Linked DNA regions of Sus scrofa: region 2 is linked to region 1. Evidence: chromatin contacts called from public HiChIP or PLAC-seq data. All regions are on one chromosome and are shown on one strand. Each heading gives the region's core, a stretch centred on a gene start, on an enhancer-like site or on the middle of the called end of the contact. The rest is flanking DNA. Distances are from core to core; before and after follow the strand shown. Region 1 holds the start of C17H20orf24. Region 2 holds the start of SAMHD1 (deoxynucleoside triphosphate triphosphohydrolase SAMHD1-like).

What was found. HiChIP or PLAC-seq counts read pairs in DNA pulled down with a chosen protein or histone mark.
Region 2: an H3K27ac HiChIP or PLAC-seq map of alveolar macrophages shows a contact between it and region 1. The contact joins the promoter of SAMHD1 here to the promoter of C17H20orf24 in region 1. A contact is called at or near these places in 1 of 47 Hi-C or Micro-C datasets (liver) and 1 of 2 datasets of contacts at active chromatin or transcription factors (alveolar macrophages).

What each region holds. Positions count from the first base shown.
Region 1 is chr17:39,867,217-39,871,191 of Sscrofa11.1, reverse strand. It overlaps C17H20orf24, which reads right to left and starts at 2,343. Exons shown (of 4, transcript XM_021077901.1): 1 at 2,011-2,343. The coding sequence starts at 2,124. LOC110257439 (a long non-coding RNA gene) reads left to right here and starts at 2,412. Exons shown (of 4, transcript XR_002340025.1): 1 at 2,412-3,467.
Region 2 is chr17:40,169,534-40,173,508 of Sscrofa11.1, reverse strand. It overlaps SAMHD1 (deoxynucleoside triphosphate triphosphohydrolase SAMHD1-like), which reads left to right and starts at 1,632. Exons shown (of 16, transcript NM_001292105.1): 1 at 1,632-1,906. The coding sequence starts at 1,699.

The DNA.
Region 1 (3,975 bases), core at 1,094-3,593:
TTTGTTGTTGTTGTTGTTGCTATTTCTTGGGCCGCTCCTGCGGAGGTTCCCAGGCTAGGGGTTGAATCGGAGCTGTAGCCACCAGCCTACACCAGAGCCACAGCAACTAGGGATCCGAGCCGCGTCTGCAACCTACACCACAGCTCACAGCAACGCCGGATCGTTAACCCACTGAGCAAGGGCAGGGACTGAACCCGCAACCTCATGGTTCCTAGTCGGATTCGTTAACCACTGCGCCACGACGGGAACTCCTCCACATCTTTTTATACTAAAATGTAGTTTAAAAAAAAAAAAAGATATATTGGACTTCCCTTGTGGCTCACCAGGTTAAGGATCCAGCATTGTCACTGCAGTGGCTCAGGTAACTGCTGTGGCAAGGGTTCAATCCCTGGCACAGGAATTTTCACATGCCATGGGCACAAACAATCAAAAATGACATATATTTAGTTACCCTAAGTGATGGCTTCCAGGGCATGTGCTCTGAATAAAAATTTTAGAAAAATCATTTATCCTTTTTTAGAAGCTGTAAAAATGAAAGTGTGATAGTAACTGAGCTACCCGTCATAAATAACTCTTATTATGTCACCTGGGGAGACCTGGACAGACTCCACAGGCAGAAGGGTTAACTGTTAACCAATTCAGCATCACCTTCCCACAAACTACATTCTGAGTAAGTCACAAAGAAGAGAACAGATTAGAAACAAAAGTGCTGGAAGCAGGTCTAATTTTTTAAAAAAATTTTAAGTTTTTTTTTGTTTGTTTGTTTTTTACTTTTTAGGGCTGCACCCATGGCATTTGGAAGTTTCCAGGCTAGGGGTCTAATTAGAGCTACACCCGCTGGCCTACACCACAGCTCACAGAAATGCCAGATCCAGGACCCACTGAGCGAGGCTAGGGATCAAACCCAAGTCCTCATAGAAACTTGATGGATTCACTTCCTCTGAGCCACAAAAGTAACTCCAGCATATCTAATTTTTTATGTAAGAACATGGAAGTCTCAGGCTTCTGACCTGCCCTAGACTGCAGAAATGTGTCCTTATACAAAGAAAGAAAGAAATGACACAGCAAAGTAGAAAGTTTTTACAGAGAGCTCAGCAGACTGGGGACAGGAAGAGGGACCTTCAGGAAGTGCCTCCCAACCCTGCCCCTCTTCCAGAAATACCTACCTCTGCAGTCCAAAAAAACTAGGGAAAGAATGCAAACACAACATTCTTTTCAGGATAATGGGAATCAAGTTGTTTCTGATGGTTCCTTCTACACCAGGGAGCAGAGCTGGGGAAGTGTTTACACTCAGATCTTACGAATGTATTTGATCAGTAAAGACATTGCGAAGTCTCCCAAACATTTCTCACATACATGCGGTGGTTTCTCCTCCACCCTCCCTCCCTCTCTCTCACAAACACACTCAACCCCTGAAAGCTCTCAGTCTCCCCTCTCAACTCTTCACCCTTATTTAAGTGGACGGTTTTTTCAGTAAGCAGTGGCAGCTCCTCTTTAGTACGCTTCACTGTGCTAAAGCTGTAAGGCACCACAGCACCCCATCTCAGTTGTTCTGAGACGTGAATGAGATGATGCAGAGTGCGCCTGACACACAGCAAGTATTCAGTAGAAGTCTGTTACTGTTCGTGCTAACGACGGTAGCAAGTAGTTAATTTGGAGAAGATAAGTCACTTACTCAAGATCCTACTGGGAGTAAAATGCGGAGATCTAATCGAACTCAGCTCATTCCCACTGCTCAGGCACACGACCTGCCCGAGGAGGTGGGACCGGGGGCAACTCCTCCGGCCCCTCCTTGCTGACCCAGCAGACTTCACCCTTAGATCACTCCGTGGTGAGCCCGGAGCCCAGCCGTCAGGCTCGGGTCCGCCAAGTTCGACCAGACACCCTTGGGCCACATGCCCCACCACTCTACTGCGTCCGGACCGGGCAGGTGCAGGCTCGGGCCTGTCCATTCGTCCCCGAGTCCCAGCTGACTATTCGAACGTGCGCCCTCGCCAGGCCCCACCGCACCTTGTCCTCCCAGGCCGCGTCGCTCCGCAGCACTTTGCTCCAGACAGAGACTTTGAGGGCCCCGTTGGCCAGCTGCGGCTGAGGCGGCTCCTCCTTCCGCCGCCCGCCGCTCATCCTCCCGTCGCGCCGCCCGGGCCGGGCCTGGGGCGCGCGGGCCGATCTAAAAGGGGTCGGGGTCTGGAGTCACGGGTCACGGGGCGCCGGGCGGTGGTGGTGGCACTCAGCGGACGTGTTCGGCGGCGCGCCTGCGGCTGCCCGCACCTAACCAGGCAGCCCGGCTCTGCTCTCTCGGCCGAGACCAGGAGGTCGGTGGGCGGAGCAACGCAGCACCGCGCGTCCTCCCGCCGACGTGCCCACGCAGCCAATACACGGCCGCGCAGCCGTAGAGCGAAAGAGGAGGGGCTATCGCTTCGGCGCAAGCGCCCTACGCGCGGCAGTCATGACAAATTTCCGCCAGCAGCGCGGTAGAGGGAGAAGGAAGGGACACTCTTGGTGGGGACGGCGACACGAGCGCAAGGAGGCGCTATGGAGACGGAGGAATGGCGTCTGAGGCGAAAGCGGAGATTGGACATGAGGCTCACCCAATCCACTTTAGCTTGACCCCAGGAGCAGCAGGACAGAACGCAGCCCTTCATTCCCCAAGGCGCTTTTTAAAGCCCAAACCTTGCTTCCCTGGAGCCACAAATTGCTTTTCTGGATTTAAGCCCTTGCTTTTTTTCCCTCCTAACCGTGCAAGTCCTATAGGACTTTGTTCGGGAAGTTAACTCAGAAATTTTTCTGTAATAAGTTGGGGTCTCCTCATGCCTAGCACCCTCTTTTGGACCGTCTTTTGGCAAATGTATGCCTTGAGATCCAAAGAGGGGAAATGATTTTCTGAAACTGTGTATAGCATGTTGGAACCAGCTGCAGAGGAGCAAGTGGAAAGAGTATTTTATTAGGTATCAGCATATTTGAGTATTCATCTACTGTGTCCTCGCTATGGACTTGGTTAGATGTTCACAAAGTGTTTTTCTGGAGCAGCAGCAGCTGCATCGCCTGGGAACTTGATTAGAGATTCAAATTATCAGACCTCAGAGTTCCCGTCTTGGCTCAGCGGGTTAAGAACCCTACCAGTGCCTAGAAGGATGTGAGTTGGATTCTTGGCCTCGCGCTGTGGGTTGAAGGTCCGTCCTTGCTGCAAATTCAGGCATAGGTCACAGATGTGGCTCGGATTCAGTGTGACTGTGGCTGTGGCCGGCTTCTGCAGCTCTGATTCAACCCCTAACCCAGGAACTTCCATATGCTGTGGGTGCAGCCCAAAATGAAGGAAAACAAAACAAAGCAAAACATTCTCAGACTCCATCCCGGACCTACTAATTGGAAATTCTGGGGCAGAGTGCACAATCGGCATTTCAATAAGTCCACCAGGTGGTGCCATGCTTGCTGTGCTGTGTAACAAGGCACTTCATTCCAGTGAGGTGGGTATATAGAATCAAAGTAACTTGCTCAACTAATATCTGGGTCTGTCTGACTTCAAAATCTGCACATGTACCCTTTTTGTGGTTTTTTGTTTATTTCTTTTTAGGGCCAGACCCGCAGCATTTGGAAGTTTGAGGGCCAGGGATTGAAACTGAACTGCAGCTGCGACTTGAGCTTCAGCTGTGGCAAAGGACAGATCCTTTAACCCACTGTGCTGGACCAGGAATCAAACTTGAACCTCTGCAGCGACCCTAGCCACTGCAGTGGGATTCTTAACTCACTGCATCACAGCGGGAACTCTAAAATCTGCATTCTCAACCTTAGATTTTTTTTTTTTTTTTTTTCTTTTTAGGGCTGCACCCAAGGCATATGGAGGTTCCCAGGCTGGGGGTTGAGTAGGAGCTACAGCTGCCAGCCTACACCACAGCAACTTGGGATCTGAGCCTCATCTGCACCCTGCACCATGCTGGATCCTTTACCCACTTAGCAAGGCCAGGGATCGAACCC
Region 2 (3,975 bases), core at 383-2,882, 300 kb before region 1:
ATATTTTGCTCAATGCTAGACCACTGATTAGTTTACGCTGCTTACTGATAATCTATCTCATTCACCCTGTATCTCCTAGATGGGTCTATGGCTGGGTTGACAGGAACTTGTATTGGTAGTAGTAGTTCTTTTACCAGTTAATTGCACAAACCAGGATTTATAGAGAAGTTTGTGTCCTGCCTCAGAGTGGCAAAAATGAGAGGAAGATCCCTGCTATTTCCACAAGCTGTTACCAGCAGGTAGTAAAAGTCCTTGAAAATAAATTGGCCACTTCCTTTCCTCTGGGCAGGGAGTTGGAATGGAGAGAAGGGTTGAGAATTCTTTTAGAAGTCTGAAGTCTGCTCATGTGTGGAAACCTGAAGATAGGCTAAAACTTCACAGACAGGCATCCCCAGGATCCTCTAACTGCCCAGTATATATATATATATATATTTTTTTTTTTTTGTCCTTTTGCCTTTTCTAGGGCTGCTCCCACAGCATATGGAGGTTCCCAGGCTAGGGGTGGAATCAGAGCTGTAGCCGCCGGCCTGTGCCACAGCCACAGCAACACAGGATTCGAGCCGAGTCTGCGACCCACACCACAGCTCACGGCAACGCCGGATCCTCAACCCACTGAGCAAGGCCAGGGATCGAACCTGCAACCTCATGGTCCTCAGTCAGATTGGTTAACCACTGAGCCATGACGGGAATTCTGCCCAGCATATCTTAAAAACTGGTAATGTAGGGGTGTGGAAAAAGAGAATAGGGAGCTTGACAAGAGTAGAGCCATCTTGCCACCATCGTCCATCTTGGTTAACTTAAGCTGACCCATATGAGGGCTCTGAGAAAAGCAAAGTCTCTAGGACTTGAGAAACTCCAGGCCCCAATTGTTCTAAGGATATTTGAAAATAGCTGGATTGTACTTGAGGTTAATTATCAGAGTAACAATGTAAGACATTTTGCACAGCTATACATCTTTCTCTATCCTGCACATAATTAAAAGTTAATGTAGCATGTAAAACATGTCAGCAAGCACTATATCTCTCCCTTTCTCTTTGGGGTCCATGATTGGGAAGCAATTCCCCCGTGGACCCACGAGTGTTAATAAAGCTGTTCTCCATCTTCCTGGGGTGTCCTCTGACGTGATTTCTGGGAATTCTACAACAGTAAAATGTAAGAAAACACCTTCACATCAGATTTGAATTCATTCCAGCATCTTCCAGTTCAGCTTCCTGCCAATTTTTCTCTTAATTGGGAAGACAGGGGCAACTTTAAGGCCTTTGAGGGTTTTTTTTAAGTTTAGGGTATCTGAAACACCGCCAAGGGTAAGCCTGGGGTACTCATTAGCTCAGTTCACCAGAAGAGCCCCTGCTCTGGACTGTAGCGGGACGTCCCAGGCACACTCGTTCCAGGCTCCCCCGCCCTTACCAGCACCTCCCTCAGTTCGGCCTCCATTCACTCCCTTTATCGAAAACGTGCGGGTGGGGTTTAGGGCCATTGGACGGTCATTGCGCCTGCGCGAGGGCTGGGGGGCGTGGGGGTGCTGAGATGGGTGGCCGGCCTGGTCCCAAGGTGCGAGCTGTCAGTGCGCCTGCGCGGGAGGCCTGGGGGCTGGCAGTACTTAGCTGACTCGCGGTAGGCGCCGGACTGTCAGTGCGCCTGCGCGTGGGTAGAGCGCCGGGGTTCTAGGCTGTGCTGAGCCGGTTGCTGGGTGTAGCCATGCAGAGTGCCGACTCCCAGCAGCCCTCCAAGCGACCCCGGTGCGATGGCAGCCCGACAACCCCGCCAAACACCCCTCCAGCAGCGGCAGAGAGGTCCCTGGGCCCCAACCTCCACCCTGACCACCGGACCTGGGGCCCGGAGCAGGTGTGCGGCTTCCTAAATCGCAGTGGCTTCGGCGATTCTGAACTGCTGGAACGCTGCCGAGGTAGCAGGGCTGGAGGGCTGAGGGGCCGGGGGCGGCGGGGGGGGGGGGGTGGCGGCGACCCGAGGTGGGGCCAGCGGACCTGAGGAGAGGGCGCTCTGAGGTAATGAGCGTGGGGCCTCAAAGAGGAGCCAAGTGGACGAGGGAGCCCGAACGCGGGAGGCACCAGAAGGGGTGGACCTGAAGCGGGGCGCCCAGGAGGGATGACCTGAGGCGGAGAACGGAAACCTGAGGGGGCGAGCACTCGGAGAAAGGAGCCTGAGGCGAGGAAGGGAACTTTACGCCGGAGGCACCCAAAGGGGTGGACTGAGGCGGCGGCTCCCAGGAGTGATGGATGAAGGAGAAAGGGGCGGGGGGGGGCGTCTGGGGTCGGGGATCCGTAGGAATGAAGCAGACTTTGGGGATTGCGAACCTAGGGTTGGGGGTGGCAGTTGGTCTGACTCTGGTGGCCTTCTTCAGGAACTTGCCCCGCCGGCGCCGGACACGCGGGACTCAGCTCCCTTTTTCAGTTCGGAGAGCCTGGTGGGAGGGAGAGTTGCTGTCTCCCGAGCGCGCTCTGCTGATGCAGCTCCATGAACACTTGCCACGTGAGGAGGGTATATTTGGGTGCTTTAAAGTTTCTATTTCCTCTGCTCCCCTCCCAACTTGGGATTTTTCTAAAGAGGAAAGAACTTTTCTCCTCATCTCTGAATCCCCATCACCTACCTTAGCATCCCAGTTGGGCTCAATACATACATGCTTGATGACTGTACTTGCAGAGCTTGGCCATGATCATGTTTTGTTCTCCAAAAGCAGTTTCCCTCCCTAAATCAGAGCGGTCGGGTGGTTCAGTTGACCAGTGAACTCCCAGGAGCCCACAACTTGGCCGCATCACACGGGGGAGATGTGTGGGTTGGGTGTGCGACTTTACTGGCTCAGGTTCAAGTATCCATCTGCTTGAAATCTACTCAACTTCCCGTAAGGGGTGTGAGGCTTAACCTATTCTTTACCCTCTGAAGTGTTCCATAGGAAGAGAATGTGATTTGCAAATTCAGCAAACTTTTGCGGTTGTAGGGTGGAGCTTTATTTGCTTAGGCTAGGGGACTAGGGTGGGAGGAACTTTAGTGGTTGAAGATTTAAATTTAAAGATAGCTTAATGGGTGTAGGAAATTGTACTTCTTTTTTTCCTTTTTCCCTTTTGTTCTCCACCACTTCTGGGAATGAAATTTTTCTTTGAGTAGCAATAGGTGGGGATGAAGTTGTTTTTATTTATTGTCTTCAAAATATGATTGCCTATATTGTTGATTCTCTCTTTCGGTGGTGTCCTGTAGATTCATCAGTCTTCATGATGATCTGTCCTCTTGACCCACAGTCAAATACTAGCGGAGGGCATTATGTGCTTTTAATTGGTAGAAACTGACCAAGTATTCATAACTGTACATTTCTTACTACCTGCTTTGTTTTGACTACACTTTAGTCAGTCTGCTCTCTCTTCTACTGACCTCTGAACTCTTATTTGCCCCCAACCTAGAGCAAACACTAAAAAAGTGGAATATGCCCCGTGATTAACTTCTCCAGGGAACCAGTTGACCACAGTGGGACAATATCCTGTCGGGCTGGGGTCACTTCTCCTGCAAAGATTTTACTTAATCTCTGCTTGCCCCTCCTTTACAGTATTAAAAAGACACCTTCTTTTTTGTTTGATTTTGAGCCAATTGTAGACTTCTGAGATCAGAATGTTCTCCCTATTGCAATAATTTTTCTCTTTTTTTTTTTTTTTTATTTGTCTTTTGGTCTTTTGTTGTTGTTGTTGTTGCTATTTCTTGGGCCACTCCTGCGGCATATGGAGGTTCCCAGGCTAGGGGTTGAATCGGAGCTGCAGCCACCAGCCTACGCCAGAGCCACAGCAACGCTGGATCCGAGCCGCGTCTGCAATCTACACCACAGCTCAGGGCAATGCCAGATCGTTAACCCACTGAGCAAGGGCAGGGACTGAACCCGCAACCTCATGGTTCCTAGTCGGATTCGTTAACCACTGCGCCACGACGGGAACTCCCGTATTTTTTTTTTTTTTGTAATCGGTATTTTTTAGC